3 separate regions of the Gossypium hirsutum genome follow, and regions 1 and 2 are each linked to region 3. The links are chromatin contacts, called in public Hi-C maps. All regions are on one chromosome and are shown on one strand. The core of a region is the stretch at or near the end of the contact, and the rest is flanking DNA. Distances in the headings are between cores, read along the strand shown. Region 1 holds the start of LOC107909695 (glutamate--glyoxylate aminotransferase 2). Region 2 holds the start of LOC107909697 (ARM REPEAT PROTEIN INTERACTING WITH ABF2). Region 3 holds the start of LOC107909706 (plant intracellular Ras-group-related LRR protein 3).

The links. Hi-C and Micro-C count contacts between places; a contact is called where the count stands out from the background.
Region 1: a contact with region 3 is called in a Hi-C map of leaf, with 1.6 times the contacts expected there. The contact joins the promoter of LOC107909695 here to the promoter of LOC107909706 in region 3. A contact is called at or near these places in 3 of 34 Hi-C or Micro-C datasets (callus and leaf).
Region 2: a Hi-C map of leaf shows a contact between it and region 3, with 2.7 times the contacts expected there. The contact joins the promoter of LOC107909697 here to the promoter of LOC107909706 in region 3. A contact is called at or near these places in 3 of 34 Hi-C or Micro-C datasets (callus and leaf).

What each region holds. Positions count from the first base shown.
Region 1 is chrD02:60,441,258-60,443,957 of Gossypium_hirsutum_v2.1, forward strand. LOC107909695 (glutamate--glyoxylate aminotransferase 2) reads right to left here and starts at 1,404. Exons shown (of 14, transcript XM_016837320.2): 1 at 893-1,404; 2 at 173-341. The coding sequence starts at 289. It also overlaps the pseudogene LOC107907866.
Region 2 is chrD02:60,349,754-60,352,532 of Gossypium_hirsutum_v2.1, forward strand. It overlaps LOC107909697 (ARM REPEAT PROTEIN INTERACTING WITH ABF2), which reads left to right and starts at 1,314. Exons shown (of 4, transcript XM_041088920.1): 1 at 1,314-2,449; 2 at 2,451-2,779. The coding sequence starts at 1,512.
Region 3 is chrD02:60,070,670-60,073,369 of Gossypium_hirsutum_v2.1, forward strand. It overlaps LOC107909706 (plant intracellular Ras-group-related LRR protein 3), which reads right to left and starts at 1,370. Exons shown (of 3, transcript XM_016837337.2): 1 at 483-1,370; 2 at 1-114. The coding sequence starts at 1,055. It overlaps LOC107909705, which reads right to left. Exons shown (of 4, transcript XM_041088915.1): 4 at 1,934-2,700.

The DNA.
Region 1 (2,700 bases), core at 154-2,653, 370 kb after region 3:
ACAACAGTATGGTCTTAAATACCCCAACGAAGAATATGTAGGAAATAGGCATTTACACATTCTCTGTTGATAGCAAAAGCTAAAAGCACCAACATATAAAACTCTGCGAATTCAGCATACGAAGCAGAGCTGCATGCTGAAATAAAATAAGAAGAAAGCAGGAAAAACATACCTTCTTCCCTTCCTTCTGAAGCTCAGAAGCTCGAAGATACAACTCACCTCTAACTGCATATTGAACTTTCTTCACGTTTTCATTCATTGTCTCATAGTCTAATGCCTTAAGACCCATGATGCCCAAGTTCCTTCCTTGAACTTAACGATATATGGACTCGGTACTCAACCTGTAAAAGAACTACAAAGCATAAGTCCAATTTAACATTTTGGTTTTGCATATAAGTTTATTAGTTGGCTTTCCAGTTCCGATACGAGAGTAACAATCAGCAAAACAGTTCGAACGTTATAATATAATCACTATAAATTCGCTCTAATCCTAAATCTTAAAATCGGGTCTAAACATTTGAAAAGAAAAAAAAACATCGGCTCTAAGGTTCATATGATAGGAAAACATGCATTAATGAAAAGGATTAAAAGGAAAATCATAAAGTGAAAGAGAGCTTCTTGCGATGCGATCAATGCAATTATCAGTGAATAAGGAGCCAAGCCAGAATACTAGAAAATCCAGGCATAGAAATGCATTTAGAAGTTTGAAAACAGTCAATAATCAATAGTCTATCAACAAAATCACACGGTTACCTTATACCCAAAACCAAGAATCCGTAAAATTCAGGACCTAAACTCAATTAATTATGAATTACCAGAAAATCCAAACAGTTCAACCTTAAACTAAACAGGGAAGTGCAGAACAGAAAAAAACTCCTTAAACGAGGCTAACCCGTGGGATGAGTGGAGTTGAAACTGATATCCCGAGGTGTGCAGAGAAAAGGGCAGGCACAGATTTTATGTGTAGTTTATTGTGTTGCAAGTGTCAGAGACTTTTTCATGTCAGGGAAAGGCAATATATACAAATAAAGAATTGATATATATAAAGATGTGGCAATGTGTAAGGATTTGAAAGCAGTGGCAGCAGCAGAGCCACTGAAAAAAGGGATTTATTTTGAAAATGTGGGGATGTTGTGTTTTATCTTAAAAAGATCAAAACACAAAGGATAAAATTGATCGAGGAGGTGTGGTGTAGCTTCAAACTGTGAGTTATTGGTAGATAATGAACCCTTTGGGGACTCCCTCACATCTTCTTTGGACTCATGTTCAACATTGGTCGCTCTCACCAACTCCCAAGTGTGGTTCATGTTCCATTCTTTAGAGGAATTTTCTCATCTTATGGCAAATGGTAGTAGGGTAATTTGGTCAACTTTCATGAATGAATTATTATGAATATTAGAGAACGTCAATCATTGTTGTTTATTTATTTTTATATTGAGCATAGAGACAAAATTAAAAGCTAAATGTCTTAAGATGGATGGCGAATGCCTTTTTCATTGGTGATAATGTTGCTGCTCTAGGAACTTCACCCGGAATGAACGGATATCAATATAATCATAACACTCAGTCATTGATATAATTTGATGAGACGAATTAGGAATAACAAAATCAATAAGCTTAATTGATTAACAATAAATGAATAAATTTTGATTTGTACGAAGTGATGATCTTGACTCGTATAAAATAGTAGTTAACCGGATGTTCATTTGGTATGGGTTCAAATCGTGTTATCTCATCCCCATTCCTAATATTGTATAAATAAATAAAAAAGACAATGAATGAATATATTCTATTTATAATATATATAAATATTTTACCTAAACTCAAAACTTTCTTTTAAGAGAATTACTTTTGAGGATAGTAAATATATAGAAAAAAACAATTAATCAATGACATTGGATTTGCAACTAATTTTTAGATGGTACAAAATTTTAATGCTATCAAAAAACAGAAATAAAAAAGATATCTGTAAAAGACCACTTTCTCTCCTCTAATTAAGAAAAAGACCAAAAAACTGCGAGAGAGAAGCAGGCAGTGCTTCATACAAGTTCATTATTTTACTTTGTGCGACATCTTTATATAATTTAGGAGCCTCTTATGGGCCTTACCACTGTCAATGGCTTCTTTGGCTCTTTCCAAAGCTAAGGACTCGTCTTCTGCACCATCACATCCTAGTAAATGATCCACAATTCCAGCATTCAAAACAATCCGGTCATATGCCGGCCCTTTTTCACCTCGAAGAGCTGCCAAACCCAACTCGATATTCTTCGATACCTGATATATTATAGCAAACATGGTCATTTGACAACAGGTTTTCAAAAATAACAAACAAAAGAGACTGAGGCAAAGAGGAGTTTCATCTCCACCCTTTCTGGTGGTTGGTTGGAAGGGGATATATAGAAAAGGATTTTCGAATTTTACCGATCTATTGGTTCTTGGAGTATCAGTTGGTTCAAAACCATAGTCCATTGCATTAACCTCAAGCCTGAAACTCTGACGTGATACACCTGCAACGTTAGGATATTGGTTGGCATTAAAATTCTGCAAATAATCTTATTTCCATTGGATATCCAGAGAGCTTTTGAAATGGATTAAACAATACAAAGCTAAATACGAACCATCCACTTCACAAGCTGATTCTATGCCTACTGAACGAAAACCAGAACAATGGTTCACAGGAAGTCCTTTCCTTGCTGATCG
Region 2 (2,779 bases), core at 64-2,563, 280 kb after region 3:
TCATTGAGCTTTATAATTTATTTTACAAATTGAATAAGATGTGAATGCATAATTGATGAGAAATTAATATCGTATATAATAAAAGTATCATGAAAGTCCTTGTATTTAGAGTTGGATTGCATTTTTCTTTCTCTATTAAAAAAGAGGCAAATTAGTTTATATACATTATATCAAAAAGCAAAGTAATTCTTTTTGTTATAAATTTCATTCATTTTTATTGCTAAAAATTGGTTCTTATACGTCAGTATGAGATATACGTGGCATACACATGTCATTGTCAAGTTATTTCGTCATTCATACTAGTTTTTAATAGTACAAATAAATAATTTTTTTTAATAAAAAAGATGAATTTATCTAATTTTTAAGTAGAAAAAACAAAATACAATCAAACTTTAACTACATACAACTCCATGCTACTTTACCCACCATGTATGCATGTAAGGAAAATAATATGTCAACGAACTCTATCCAAGACATTATAATTGCTAAGCCTTTGAATTGATATGTTCAAAAGGGAGTTCAGCAGTGAGCAACATTATTTTCATCAAAGATCCAATAATTGAGCCATATGCCCCATATTATTTAGTACTAAAATAAGCATCAACATTTCTATCTTACTGTTAAAGAATCGTAATGTAGTTTGAACCTCTGAATAATAATGATAGTTCTTGTCTGAGTATATTGGTGGTCGTAAAAATTATCACTCCATTTTTCCCTTAAAAATGCAATTATTTTATTAATTGCAGAAGATTGCTCAATAGATTTCATCATCAAATAATTTGATGGGGTGTTGGGCTGCTTAGTCAAGGAATGTCTGAGTCACTTGTTAGAAAACTAATGAATAAAATAGTAATTAAGCACGGAAAATAGAACACAAATTGCGTGGTCAACAATTCAAAATTTTCATCACTCTGTTTATCTTTTCTACAACATCATCGGGTCAACGGCTAAGGGTTTTTTCTTTCTTTCCAGTCTCATAATTCTTTTATATTTTTGTCTATATGGGCTAAAAAATGTGACGCCAACCCTTGTCTTACAGTTGTATTAATTATCAGAATATGTGTTGAGTTGCAGTATGAATTAAGATGGTCCGAAAGTAATTGGAAAATTAAAGTAATATAAATTAAAAATAGATGGAAAAGAATGCTTTGACCGGAAACCAGTAAAAGAAAATGAAAAGGAAGGAAGGAATAATTTTCAAGTGATGCTTCCGAGCAAGTGCTTTTCACCTTCCTATTACGAAATGTAAAAAACTTAATCAATTGACTCCTCGTCATCTTCTTTTGGTGCATTTTAATTTGTTATTATTATCATTTACTATTATCGTTGTTTTTCCATTCACGCGCTGCGTGGAAAGTGGGATACCAATAATGGTGTAAAAAAAACAGCACAATTCCCTAGAAGAGGAGGAGCTTCCTAAAAGAAACGTCAGTAGCAGCTAGCTAAGGCTGATTGATTTTCTACTTCTTGACTCGCCCAGGACTCACCAAACGTATTAACTCATTGAGTTGATGATGGGATCGGCGGAGGAGAAAAGAATCGAGGATGAGCTTTCGTATCCGATTATGCTAGCTGAGCGAGTTCGGGCGGCGGCGGACGAGGCGGAGTCGTTTAAAGTTGATTGTGGGGAGGTGGGGAAGCTAGTAGATCGGCTTTCCCAAATGCTTCGAACCCTGGTCCGCTCCACCACCTCGGTTCAAGCCCTCTACGAACGCCCGATTCGCCGGGTAGTCTCCGAGGTCTCCAAGAATCTAGAGCGAGCCCTCACCTTAGTCCGAAAGTGCAAGAGGCAGAGCATCTTGCGTCGAGTCGTGAGGATCACGAGTGCCACCGATTTCCGCAAAGTGTTGAACCTTCTGGACGCTTCCATCGGCGACATGAAGTGGCTCATGGGAGTCCTCGACACCGAGAACAACGGTACTGCCAGCGGAATCTTCCTTTCCCTCCCCCCGATCGCTAGCAACGACCCGATTATTTCCTGGGTTTGGTCTTACATCGCCACCGTCCAAATGGGCCAATTAACCGATCGAATTGAAGCTGCTAATAACCTCGCGTCTATCGCTCGAGACAACGACCGAAACAAAAAGATAACCGTCGAAGAAGGCGGCATCCCTCCTTTGTTAAAGCTTCTCAAAGAAAGCTCTTCAGCGGATGCCCAAATCGCAGCGGCTAATGCGCTTCTTGTTTTAGCAAACGAGCAGGAAAGAGTTAGGAGTATTGTCGATGAAATGGGGGTTCCAATTGTGGTTCAAGTGTTGGGAGATTCCCTTATGAAGGTTCAAATTCCGGTAGCAAAACTAGTGGTGAGAATGGCGGAGCATGACCCTGTGGCTCAAGAGGATTTCGCCAGAGAGAATGTGATTAGGCCGTTGGTCACTTTGTTATCGTTCGAGACTTTTGTGGAAGATTCTAAGACACAGTTGGGTAAGCAAAGCATTCATTCTATAGTTCGATCAGAAATTTTCTTCTGCTGGATCGACTTCGAGAAACTATAGTTATAGACCGTATTCGAACTCCTACTCGAATTTGCATATGGAAGGGAGTAGTAGGGGAGGAAATCATAGGAAAGAAAGAGAAAATGAGAAGCCTGAAGTTAAACTTCAGTTGAAAATTAATTGTGCTGAAGCTTTATGGATGCTTGCTAAAGGCAGTGTTTCAAATAGTAGGAGGATAACTGAGACAAAAGGATTGCTTTGCTTGGCTAAATTGGTGGAGAAGGAACAAGGTGAATTGCAGTATAATTGTTTGATGGCAATAATGGAGATTACAGCTGCTGCTG
Region 3 (2,700 bases), core at 120-2,619:
GAGGATCCTCAGATTAAGCAACAAACCAACGGAGTCAGGCAGATGTTGCAAATGATTGGAGGATGCATTAAGCTCCTCAAGTTTCTTTAGTCCTCCAATCGAATCAGGAATGACCTGGTTCTCAAGCACAAAAACACTAGTACATAAGCATCTACCCATACAGTTAAACAATTTACATATGTAAAGTAGTGAAGACCATAAGCAGCAGTTCTTTGTGCAAAACAGAGAAAAAATACCAATACCCTCAGTCTCATGAAATACGCCATACTTTTAGAACAGGAGATAAAGCAATTTTAATTGAATAGCGAAAAAGGAAAGAATCCAAGTATTTAGTTTATCAATTGGGATAGTGTTGATCCAAGGAACATAACGTGGCTACTATAGTTCTTAGTTTAAACATCACAGCTTTCGCAATTTCATCAAGCCTTGGGATCAATTTGGCATAAACAGAAGAAAAGATAATGAAAATAAACATATAATACCTCTATCTGGTTATTGGAAAGATTGAGATAAACCAAACCGTAAAGTTTACCAAAGGCCTCAGGCAATAGCCTCAACTGTCTTCCAGAAAGCTCAACTCTTTCAACCACCCCATTCTCAGCTTCTTTCAATATCCTCACAACATCCTCATTTACTTCATCATCGCCGTTCATTTGCTCGACAGCTGAGCAATACAGACGACCCAGATTCTCCTCCACCTCAGTCAACTGTCTCTCATAATCCTCGTGCAAGCCTTCCAATCTAAGCACGGTCTTATATATGTCGGCCTCCTGTAAGGAAGATTGGGTTTCTTGAATGTGGGTAATCTTGGAACGAGCGGCGGAGACAGCTGATGGATCGGGCCGAGGTCCTAGGGAGCGTAGGAGGGAATGGGTTTGGGTGACGGAGGTGGGGATGGATCGGGAAAGTGAAGCAAGGATTGATGGATCGGGTAAATGGGGGAAACGGGTGAGTAAATCCTGGCGGATTTGGGGAGGGAGTGATGGGTAATTGTAAGGATCTTGTTGGGAGAAGATGTAGGACAAAATGGGGAACTTTGAAAGATTAGGATCCATTAAGGTAATTGAAGGAAGCAGAGATGAAGGAAGCAAGGTCAGGGGGAGGGGGGGAGCATTGACGTGAGAGAACGACGAGAGAGTAGTGAACAGCAATGACTCATGGAGCTGATGAGCAGTGTCTCTCGGTTAGCAGTTAGCATCGCAACGCCGAATGCCAAATGGTACTTCTGGCATGCGCTGGACCTGGTCTACCGCTTTCCTTTGCTCACATCATCACATTCTATACTGTGCCTTTGGGTTCTAAATTTCTGAGCTAACAGTGGGTTCCTAATAATGGGCTTTTCATTTATTGGTGGCTTTGGAAGGAAAGGCTTCATAGGATGACCCAACATCCCCCCACAATACATTTTATTATTATGGGTAGGGTATCAATCACGTATGAACAATTCTATTATTAAAGTTCCAGTTTTATAACCAAACTTGATTTACATAAAATAAGATAGGTTGATTTACATAATTTATATTTAGTAAAAGAAAGTTGGAGCCATTTTATCATTGTGGATTCTTAAAGGTACAATAATCACGGCATTAATGTCTTCTATCAATTATACATAATTTTAATTCGTATAATAATAAATTTAACTTTCAATATTTATATTATTTGTCATTTGGGCCTTCATTTTTAAAAAAATCAATAAATTTGTTAAATTAGGATCAAATTAACAGAGATTAAATAACTCTAATTTTTTTAGAATGACCAATTTGTTCAATTTTAAAATTGGGAGAGATTATAAATTTCTTTTTACCTTTATATTATAACAACTCAATTAATAATAATTGTATTTATCCTCTCCTTAAAGATTTTGAACTAATCCAATATCTTTATCATACCAATTAAAATATGGTATTTATCATTATATATTTAATAGTCAATATTTCATCACATTAAAATATTTTATTATACAATTTTAATTGACTCAAAATTTGGTATACATTATTGAACATAAAATATAAGGGTGAAATTATTAAAATACTAATTATACACAAAATTATATATAAGTTGTGTATAAATCCCACAGAAGACAGACGCGTGATGAGTATTTTGAGGATTTGAGTCAGCCAGCCAGCCATACACACCCTGGCCTCTTGGTCCATTATCAACAATCAAAGGCTTTAACGTCGCTAATATCAGAGCCGGTCATAGCTTTCAAGTGGAAGATTAGACGCATGTGGGATCCATGATGGCTACACCATTCTCTTTTTTTAATAATGAACCACTCCGCTCCTTGTCCAAAATAGACTTCCCAAATTCATGCTTTCTCCATTAGCATCCTCTGTAGAATGGCTTGTTTGATGTAAATAAAAAGGAAATCAATCATATAATTAATACTCATGTTAGGAGGAGAAAAAGAAAAGATGGGCACATGGTAGGGATAACCTTAAAACCACTTTTATCTTTATCCCCAACAGATGATAACATAGAATCATCAAACTCTTTCATTTTCGACTTCAATATCCCTGCAAGATTGTATGGGGCACTGGCGACCCTTCCTTTGAATCAGGAGTCACAACCTCTCACTTCTTTTAATTAATTAAAACTCAGCTCAGCTGGAGTTGGAGTTGGAGACTTTTTTTTAAATTTAATCCAATATCTACAGTCCTCTCTCCTATATTGTACTTGTTCAATTTGTGTCTTGGATTG